Regions from separate parts of the Gossypium hirsutum genome. Here all the other regions are linked to region 3. The links are chromatin contacts, called in public Hi-C maps. All regions are on one chromosome and are shown on one strand. The core of a region is the stretch at or near the end of the contact, and the rest is flanking DNA. Distances in the headings are between cores, read along the strand shown.

What was found. Hi-C and Micro-C count contacts between places; a contact is called where the count stands out from the background.
Region 1: a Hi-C map of leaf shows a contact between it and region 3, with 1.9 times the contacts expected there. The contact joins two enhancer-like sites. A contact is called at or near these places in 4 of 34 Hi-C or Micro-C datasets (fibers and leaf).
Region 2: a contact with region 3 is called in a Hi-C map of leaf, with 2.8 times the contacts expected there. The contact joins two enhancer-like sites. A contact is called at or near these places in 4 of 34 Hi-C or Micro-C datasets (all in leaf).

Annotation. Positions count from the first base shown.
Region 1 is chrA12:6,747,487-6,750,677 of Gossypium_hirsutum_v2.1, forward strand. No RefSeq gene overlaps it. Among protein-coding and RNA genes, the nearest start is that of LOC107932573, 6.1 kb to the left of the region's middle. Within about 2 kb of position 1,770, at least 3 of the 9 cell types and tissues checked have an H3K27ac peak or open chromatin away from gene starts, as enhancers often do. A contact at or near this core is called in leaf, where this site is marked.
Region 2 is chrA12:6,723,838-6,727,375 of Gossypium_hirsutum_v2.1, forward strand. No RefSeq gene overlaps it. Among protein-coding and RNA genes, the nearest start is that of LOC107932573, 17 kb to the right of the region's middle. Within about 2 kb of position 1,979, at least 2 of the 9 cell types and tissues checked have an H3K27ac peak or open chromatin away from gene starts, as enhancers often do. A contact at or near this core is called in leaf, where this site is marked.
Region 3 is chrA12:6,823,697-6,827,228 of Gossypium_hirsutum_v2.1, forward strand. No RefSeq gene overlaps it. Among protein-coding and RNA genes, the nearest start is that of LOC107932580, 28 kb to the right of the region's middle. Within about 2 kb of position 1,650, at least 3 of the 9 cell types and tissues checked have an H3K27ac peak or open chromatin away from gene starts, as enhancers often do. A contact at or near this core is called in leaf, where this site is marked.

The DNA.
Region 1 (3,191 bases), core at 520-3,019, 76 kb before region 3:
CCTTCTAATTACCCTTCCAATCTTTTCTATCCTAATTTCAATCCAACACGACTAAATCATTATTCTATCATTAAATTATGATTTTTTTTTCAATATTTTCATTTATTTTTTGAATTTCTACAAACAGTTTTAAAAATTTGTCATCTGTCTCTTTTATTTAATATTTTTTTTATATATTTTACTATGCCTTATAAAATATTTATCAATCATTGATTTTATTTCTAGGGTCTAAAAACAATATTGATAGTATACTAAATATTTTTTTTCTTAAAAATTATGCTTAAATGTAGCTTTTAGTTGTATCATCAACTCTATTTAGTATTTAAAATTTTCAATAATAATGGCAAGGAGTTAAAAGTTTAATTCTTCGTCTAAATTTATTTTAATTTAAAGCTAAATATATTTCGATTGATTAAAAAAACTATATAGTGCACTTCGACGGTCAAAGTGAAAATCAGAACCCAAATTTGAAATTGCAAAAGCAGCCAAAATTAATCCATGGCCATGCCATTAACACAATAATTCATATGAAGAAAGAAAGAAATTGGGTGAGGATATTTTTTATTAAAAAAATTAAAATTGTAATTATGTTTGATATGAAAGATGAAACGAAACGAAAAGAAACAATTTAGAAAAAAATATTGAATTTTAAAAATATATATATGTTTTCTTATATTCATTTTAGTGTGTGTTTGTCTTACCAAACAATAGGATTTCTTTTTTATATTACCAAACACAAAGCAAAATCGTTAAGGCTAAGCTTTCATCAGGGGGTGGCTGAGTGGCTTTCATGAACAACCACATAACATATGCCAATTACAAACAAATTAAGAGCAATAATAATACTAACTATTGTGGATGTTGTAAACAAATTCTAAATCAAATATAAACTAATAAGAAAATGCTTCTTTATTGAATTTCTATTAGAATAAATCTACCCCAAGCAATTTTTAAAGATAATATAAATTTAAAAAAATGAAACCTAAGGAAATTAAAATCCATAACTTGAAAAAGCAAAGCAAAAGTTATTTTCATTACAAAAATAATTGAGCTGAAATTTAATTTGAAAACTAAATAAAAGCTAAATTATTTTTTTAATGGAAATTCTTACTAAAATATTAAATTTTTAACAATATTAGCATGACAACCCACGTGACAATCTATGCATACTTCCTGTCGACATGCCACTATTTATCTTATTTGTTGCATCAACAAATAATTATAAAATTGTAAAATTAAAAAAAAAACTATATAGTTCATTAAAATTAAGAAAAATTAGCATAAAGTACACATAAATTACTATACATGTTGTCATGTTTAAAATTTTAATGTTTTAAACGATATTTCTATTAAAAGAAACAATTCGACTCTTTCTAAAACATTAAATGTCAAATTTAACTCAAAAATAAAATAAGGGCCAAAATGTAAAAGATGTAAATATTAAAGACTAAATTTTTTATTATGTCTATTTATTTGATTTACTTAATCCGGTATTAATTAAAAGACATTTCGTATATTTAAAATATTAAATTTATTGAATTAATTATATATTATGTTAATCAATAATTCAGTATTATTGAACCATTGATTATTTTTTTCTTCAATTCATCACTTTCTTTTTTTTTTTTTTCAAAGGTGTTAGGTACAGACATTAGAAGCTTCCATTGCGATATTTATTTTATTTTCCCTAAACCCCTCACTTGCTTTGAAAGAAAACACTCCAAGTAATTAATAATTATTTATAGCTGCTGCTCTCTCTCAATAGCCTAATTATTGTTCCGTCTCACTAAATTTTAATACCTCAACTCCCCACCAACATCACATGCATGACTCTTCAGGTGGGACCTTTTTGTTTTTCTTCTCTTCCCACAATCTCCTCTCTTACATCTTTATTTATCACTCACAATATTAATTAAGTTCAAATTTTAAAAATTCCTTTCATTCACGTTACCATTTTATTTAAATGATATGAAATTTACTTCATAAAAATAAAAATATTTTAATAATTTTTCAATTAAGTTGTTGTCTATTTATTTAATTTATAACATTAATTCAATTAAAAATTTATAACCAATTTTTATCCTATCATTTATTTAAGTTATACTATTTTGGACTAATTTACTTAAAAAGGTCCATTTTCAAGTATATTTACAGAAATGGGTCGATTTTAGCATTATTTACTGGAAAGAGCCGATTTTGGCAAAACGCGTCCACGTAGGAGCGTTTTTAGGGGAAATTTCCAACAAATCGCGCCTCTGGGGAACGTTTTGCTATGTCAGCACAAAACGAGCTGAAGTGGACGTGCTTTGCTGATGTGGCAAAAACGCTCCCCTAGGGGCGCATTTTAACGCTCCCCTAGGGGCGCATTTTGCTCCGTGCTTTTTCTAGGTTATGATTTTTTGCATGTTCAGTCCCTAGAGTTTTTTTTTTGGTTTAGGGTTTTTTAAGGTTTTTAGGGTTAAGGTTTTGCTAAAATAATTTAGGTTTATAGTTTATGGTTTAATGATTTAGGGTTTAGTGTTTTAGGAAGTTTTAAAAGTAAATTAGGATTTAGTGTTCTTTTTTAAAAATTAATTAAATTAAAGTTTATGGTTTTTAAATAAATTAAGTAATTAGGGTTTAAAGGTTTTAAATAAATAAATTAAATTAGGGATTAGGGTTTAAGGTTAAAATTAATTAAATTAGGATTTATTTTTTAAAAAAAATAATATTGTGTTTAGTTTTTTTTTAACAAAATTGACTATTTTTACCCTGAAAAAATAATTTTGAGAAGACGTTTTTGAACAAATAGTGTCAAAAATGCTTTAAGCAGGATGCACTGTAAGCAAAATTACTGAAAAAAGCTCCTACGTGGACGCTTTTTTTTGACAGTAGTTTTAAAAAAAAATATTTTTGAGAAGACGTTTATGAATAAATAATGTAAAAAATGCTTCAAGCAAGATGCACTGTCAGCAAAATTATTGAAAAAGGCTCCCACGTGGACGCTTTTTTTCTACAGTAGTTCATGTTTGGCCTTAGACTATAAATAAGGCAAATTTCATTCTCAGGTTGCATCAGTTGCAACAAGAAAATTAGAGAGGCTAAGCAGAATAGAAATTGAAGATGAGTGAACATATTAGTGCTATTATTTACTATGATGGTGAGGTTCGTGACATCGATTGGTTTTTAACCAGAGTATAGATTTTACAGAA
Region 2 (3,538 bases), core at 729-3,228, 100 kb before region 3:
TGATGATGAGAAAGAGGCGAGGAGGGGAGAGGCAAACAACCATTTAGAAAGTTGATGAGCATTAAATCTTTACAACTTCAAATATGCACGGTGATGAGTAACAATTACTAATATCTGAATCCCGGAGAATGATATAATAATAAGAAAATGGTGAAATGATTTATTCTTTCCAGGGGTGTTATATGATGAGGTATGATGTTTATTCATTTTAAATGATGTATGATATTTATTCATCTTATCTTTTAATTATAAGGTTGGAGACTAAACTTCTACTCATAAAAATAAAATACATTTTATGATCAACTATTTAAAAATATCATCAATAAAAAAATTAATTGGTGTACACCTTGATTTAAAAAAAAAATCTATTGCCCACTTTTACTCCTTGCTAGTGAAAGTTGATGCCAAACTTAAATTGAATGACGTAAAATGTACCTACCTACCACTCTTTTATCAGACGTAAAGCTTATTTGGATGTTTGTTCAAAAAATTTGAAGATAAAAACAAATGGATAGTACTTAGGTGCGTTTTTTTTTTTCTTGTATATTACATTAGACATAAATAATAAATTTACTTTTTAATATTTATTCTTTTTGTCGTTTTAATTTATACTTTTTAAGTGAAATTCATTTATCAATTTATTAAAAAGATTCCAAAATATTTTTAATAGAAATATTAATTTTTAAACTTAATATCTCGTATGACAATCCACGTGTATTTCATGCTAGTTGTTTTCTAAAAATTTTTATTTTTTGAATATCTTTATGATCTTCAATTATCTATGGACCTAACATGTATGACAGGTAGTGTCATGTCAGTATGAATTACTTGTAGATTATCGCACAAGTTACCATACCATGATCACTAAAAAAAGTAGGATAATACAATTTTTTTGGCCTCTAAACTTAGCAATTAAGTCTACTTTGGTGCTTATATTCTTTTTTGTTCACTTTAGTACTTGAACTTGACAATTAGATCCATTTTGGTCTTGAACTTAAATTCTATCAAGATTTGATAATGTGACTAACGTTATTGGAATATGACTCGATTGGTTGGTTGGGTCGATTAGACTAAAAACAATTAGTATACTAGTTTAAACAAAGGTGTTGAACCGATTGGATCAGAAACTGCTCAAAACTAATAAAATCGAAAACTAAGACAAAAATTAGTAGTTAAATAGGTTGAATCGATTATTTTTTTAATTTTTTATGAATTTTAATTATTTATTTAATTATTATTGGTCTAGAAGTTGAATGATCAAACCAATTGAATCAGGAATTGGTGGTCTAATCGGTTCAACTATTGATCTGATTATTAAAACATTATATGTGATATTCTAAGATTATACCATTTTATCACCTAAAAATTCATATAAAATTTTTAATTTTTAAGTGATGATGTGACACAATTTTAGAATGTCACGCTATCAAATCTAATTGTTAAATTCAGAAGCTAAACTTGATCTAAACCTAATTGTTAAGTTGAGGTTAATATCTCTTAAAATTAATATGTTAGATGATAAAGATTTTATCAAAAAATCAAATCGATTTGCTCATTAGGTTTCTTCTCTGGTCCACTTAAAGTTTCATAAATGAGAAGTCAATTATCATGCATTTTGTATGTAGAGTGTTTCTTTTCTTTACTTTTTGGAAGCTGGAGTGTTAGATTCTTAATTTTAATGATTAGGATTTAATGTTGCCCTTTTTCATCTTCACAACTTTAATTGTTGGGTGATGAGTAACAAATAACATTTACTAATATCCAAAATTTTCAGCAAAAGATATACAAGAAAAAAGTGAAATGAATCATATTTGCTGCCCCTTTGTTATTTGCTGCCCAAACTTACACCACAAGGCTGGGGAAAATAAAAATGGAAGGTGAACCAAAGCCCACTTTGATATAGCTACAACCACACTCATATATAAATATCATATTTATTGCCTTTTTGTTTCGTTATCCCAACCTTACAAACCCAACCTCCAAGTCTTCTAGAAACCCCCCCCCCTCTCGCTCTCACTCTCATGTATAGTAGTATACCAATAGGTTAAAGAAGCACAACTACCATATCTATATTATGATTTATGCACAAGAATAGCCAATCCACTTGGAAAGTTTTTTTTCCCATATCACCACTGCAATGGTAAAAATACCAAACAAATCTCTCTATTTAGGGATAAATTATATTTCGATCTCTTTATTGAAAAAATAGATAAATTAGTCCTATATATTTTGAAACGTGCAAATTAGTTTATCTATTAAATTTTTTTGTTAAATAATGACGTGAAATGTTAAATTAAATGATTAATAACTAATTAGTACTTGAACTATAAATAAAATATCATTTTGATTTTTTAAAAATTCTTTTTAACAATAATTCTAAAAATTTTAAAAAAATCTTAAATTAAATATAAATTATTAAAAATAGTAAAGATAATGTTAAAATATTTTAAAAACTATAAATACAAAATTTCTAAATTTAAAAATATATACTTAAAAAAATCTTAAAAAATATTATTAAACTTTCGAGTTGAAACCCAAAAACCATCATCTTTATACAAGACTTTCTTCCCTATTTTACAAAACCGAGAAAAACCAAAAAATTTCTCATGCTTGATTGAAGCCAAAACTAAATAAATAAAAACTTGATTGAAGCAAAAAAAAAAAACAAATCAATTAAAAGTTTTAATTACTCACTTTCAAATTTCTCATACTTTTGTCATGCTCGGCTTCATCTTAATCGCCCATACTTCCAACTAAAAGATACATAAAAATTTATTTAATGTTTACTTTTCCTGTCTCCTATGCTTTTGTATCTCCTCATGGTATATAAAATTTCGATTACTCATTTCTGCATCCCCTTAGCTATTACAAACTTTCCAGTTTAAAGATCTTATTGTCTAATACTTAAAGAAGCTTTAATTTGAAATTAATCGATTTAACAATTTTTAAGTTTTGAATTTTTAATATAAATTTCTGAGTTCTAAACAATGACTCTATGGGTTTTGAAATTTTAGAAAATAATGTTTTAAATTTATGAGAAGAAATAAAATATAACAAGTGGAATTTTAATTTAAAATAAAACCGCTTAAGCCATTGCATCACCCGGAGGTGGAGAAGCACAAAAGGAGTTCCTTATCTTCATCTTCTTCTTTGTCGCCAAAAAAGATGCATAATCAAAAGATTGTATTTACTGTAAATGTGGTGTTTCTTTGGTTTGATTGTATTTATAAAGTAATAAATCCATGATTTTATTGAAATGGGTGGCTTTAGAATTATACTGAAGAGCATCTTCAATAGATAAGGTTAGTATCTCATTGTATTAGATAATTCTCATCAAATGGAGAATTTTATTGAAAATAGAAATGTTTCCCCATTATTAAAAGAGAGCTCAATTTTTCAAAAAAAAAACACTATAATTCACTAAAAAAAGAGCTTCTTTGAGTATAAGTTTTTGCTTTAATAAAACTTGATTTGATTTTCTTTTAATGGATATATCTTAAGGAAAAAAATATAACTAAGTTAATAAAACTTGATTTAA
Region 3 (3,532 bases), core at 400-2,899:
ACAAATTATTTTTGGTGGTTGATTATTCTTTCTTAATATCACTTGTATTGAATATAGTATGCTCAAAACTTTTGAAATTAGTATAAATAGAGGATGTTATCATCTAAATGAGTAATAAAGGGTTGGGTTTTGACCCTTTTATATATATATAATATGATTATTTTTTTAAAGAAAAATAATCATCCAAAGAGTGTCAATCACAAGATCAAATCATCTTAGAACATTTTTATGCTTCAATTTCCAATTATCGTTTAATTAACTTTTTGATGTATGGATGATAAAATTTTTATTTACTTTACAAATAAATGGTTATATGTCTATTTTTAAAGAAATATTTATCAACCTATAATTTAATTATTACATAAATTTTTTATGACTCTATTTTAATGTCAAATTTTTCTATCACCAATATAATAATATTTTAACATTTAATAACATATTAAACAATACTTCCTAATATGATAATATTTTTACATGCTAAGAAAAATGATAATTCGAGTTAAAAAATAATTGAAGTACAAAACCATAACATGCTATGTTATTATTATTAATTTTAGATTATATATTTCATTGTTTGTTTAATGTTATTTTCAATTTATTTTGTATACCGACGTGCATGAAATAGAATTACTAGTAATTAATAATTTAAAAAAAGTGAGAATGGAATGGTAGGTTTGTAATTAGGGGGAAAAGATGGGAGTGAAATGGAAAGAAAAGGAAAAGGTATTGTGTGTGTGTCCCACAGGGTACCAACTCCTCCCTTTTGGGGTGGTAGTTGGAGTTGGGAAAAGGCATCGGACGTAGGCTCATGTGCACCGTTGCGGCGATAGGGACCCACTCTTCGCACACCACTTGTGGGTCCTACTCCTAATCCCTCTTTCTCCGCCCTGTAAGCTTCCGATGGAGTTCGTATAAATATTAATAAAATTAATTTGAAATTTTTAATATTAATAAATAGTAAATTCAAGTTTTTTTCAGAAGATTTCTTTCTCTTTTTATAAAATCAGATTACAGCGCAACTCAATGGATAGTTGATAGTTCTAACCTTTTCCACCTTGGGTTTTTTTTTTTTTTAGAAAATTGATACAACTTATAAAGTTAATCACAAATTGGAATTGAACCAAAATTTTCAATGTCCTAGGATTATCTTTGGTCAAAATATGATAGAAAGTAATAGCTTGGTGTATTTAAGAGTTAGTCAAAATAAAAAGTTGTGATATTAATAATGCAGAGGGCAGAGGTGCATGCATTTTGTTCCCCTCCTAAAATTAATTTCTTTACACGTTTCATTTGAAAACGTGATGACTCAAATCAATTTTGCCATAAAAAAACATTTAATTCAAATATGGGCTTCTGCTTTTGCTAATACAAACAAAGACTTGGTTGAAATTTTTAATTTTTTCTCATAGTTTTAGTTAAAACCAACAAATTAGCAAATCATTTGAAGATTGTTAGTGGCCAAGGGTGAAATTGTACTGTTTGACAATTAGGGCAAAAATAAAGAAAGAAAGGGTGGGGGCATGTTATGGTAGAGATAGGTAGCAAAAGCGTAGGTGGTGGGGAAAAGAGTTCCGAAATAATGATGAGAGAGAGAGAGAGAGAGAGAGAGAGAGAGAAAGGGGATAAGATATAAATAAAAAGTATGTGGCTGAGAGGTGTACAGTTCAAACTTGAAATGGTTAGGTCAGATGGGTATGGGCCAATGCCATGGATGGATCTCAATGGCCAATCAAACTCTTTCTTCTCAACAACGACTTATGTCTGCATTATAACCATCTCATTTCCCATCAGCTTTTAATTTTTATAAATTCTCATCCAACTATTAACATATTTAAAATTCTTCATTATCAAATTTTAATATTTTCATCGGAATGTTGGCGTGCCTTTTTTCTATTGATAAAATAATAAATTTAGATCTCACATTTATACATTCGGTTAATTTTTTTAGTGAATTATAATAATAGAGTAAAGCTGCATAACAAACGCGATTAACACGACTCTAGTCGAAGCCACACTTGAGGCAGTAAACACTTTTGACCATCAAACCATCATATAGGGTTTACATTCTGTCAATTTAATCATGATTCTTAAATTTTAAAAATTAAAAATTATCTAAAAGTTTATTTTTCCATGAAAATACATAAAATTATAAAATAATTATAAATAATTATCTACTTTTCTCACTTTCTAACATCACATTTATTTATTAAAATAATTATTATATAAATAAAATAATTTAAGGGAGAAAAATTATGAAGAAGACTTAGGCATAGTCAATTTTTCCCTTTTCTTTCAACATTAACCACCATTATATTCAGATTGGGTCAAAAACTACAAACTAAGATTGAAAAGGATAAAAATCAATGTCTTTAGATTGTTTCCCAAAATAGTTTGTTGCCTTTGAGATTCTACTTGAGGGCAAGTATGATTGGGAATATATGAATGAGGATGAGGTTGTGTTATGTTAGTAGCTCTACAACAAATTCCTAGTTCTATGGCACGACAACAATGGATGTGGAAATCAAAGAGTTCGGAGTAAGAGTTATTAGTGTTGGTGATTGTGGGTGAAAGTGGACCCCTTAGTCAATAAATTTTGTGAGGACTAAAGAACAAGGCTGGATGTATAATAAATAAAACTAAAAAATGAAAAAGATTGTGGATTTTTAAAAAATTAATTTATTTATAAAATTATTGTTTTAATAAATAAATTTCATGTTAGAAAATAATAGATATTCATTTATTTATAATTCTATGTGTTTTTTTTTATAAATCTTATGTATTTTTATCGAAAAATGAATTGTTAAATATTTTTTATATTTTTAAAGTTTAAAAATTTTATTTTTTATCTTTTAAGAATCAATATTAAATTACTAGAATGTATAAAATTAAGGATAAAATTTGTTGAAATTTTTAGAATTAGAATCAAATTAATAGAATCTATAAATATTAGAAGGCTAAATTTGTTATTATGCCAATAAAAAAGTCACATAGACATTCTCTTAGTAATTTAATGAAAGAGTGATCAAAATATTAAATTTTAATACCACCAATAACTAAAAGAAAAAAAAACCCTGATGGTGAAAACAAAAATACAATAATAATTGGGTGACTATTTATAAATTTACCCCAAAAAAGTTGATTTCTTTTTTTTTTTTTTTTTTGAATTAAATTTATTGGGCCCTCCTCTCACAGAACTGTGCCCCCATGTTAAATTTCCACATAAATCTCCCTACCTGCCCAACATTATCTTCCTAAATCTATGCAAACAGAGAAGAGGTGGGACCTGTAAATGTAATTCACCTTCTCTTGTTTTGGTACTTACATGGTAAATCCACCAAACAATTCTTCCTTTTCATGGTTTTATAAGCAGTAAAACCTTAAAATTCTTGGCAAATGAATCTCATTGACTGTTGATTTAAATTGCGGTTGGTGAATCTAATAAGTACATTTACCTAATTCATTCCCTTTCTCTAAACAACCTTTTGCTACTAAAAGGAATAAATATGGTAGGGCTGCCCATACAACTAACGAA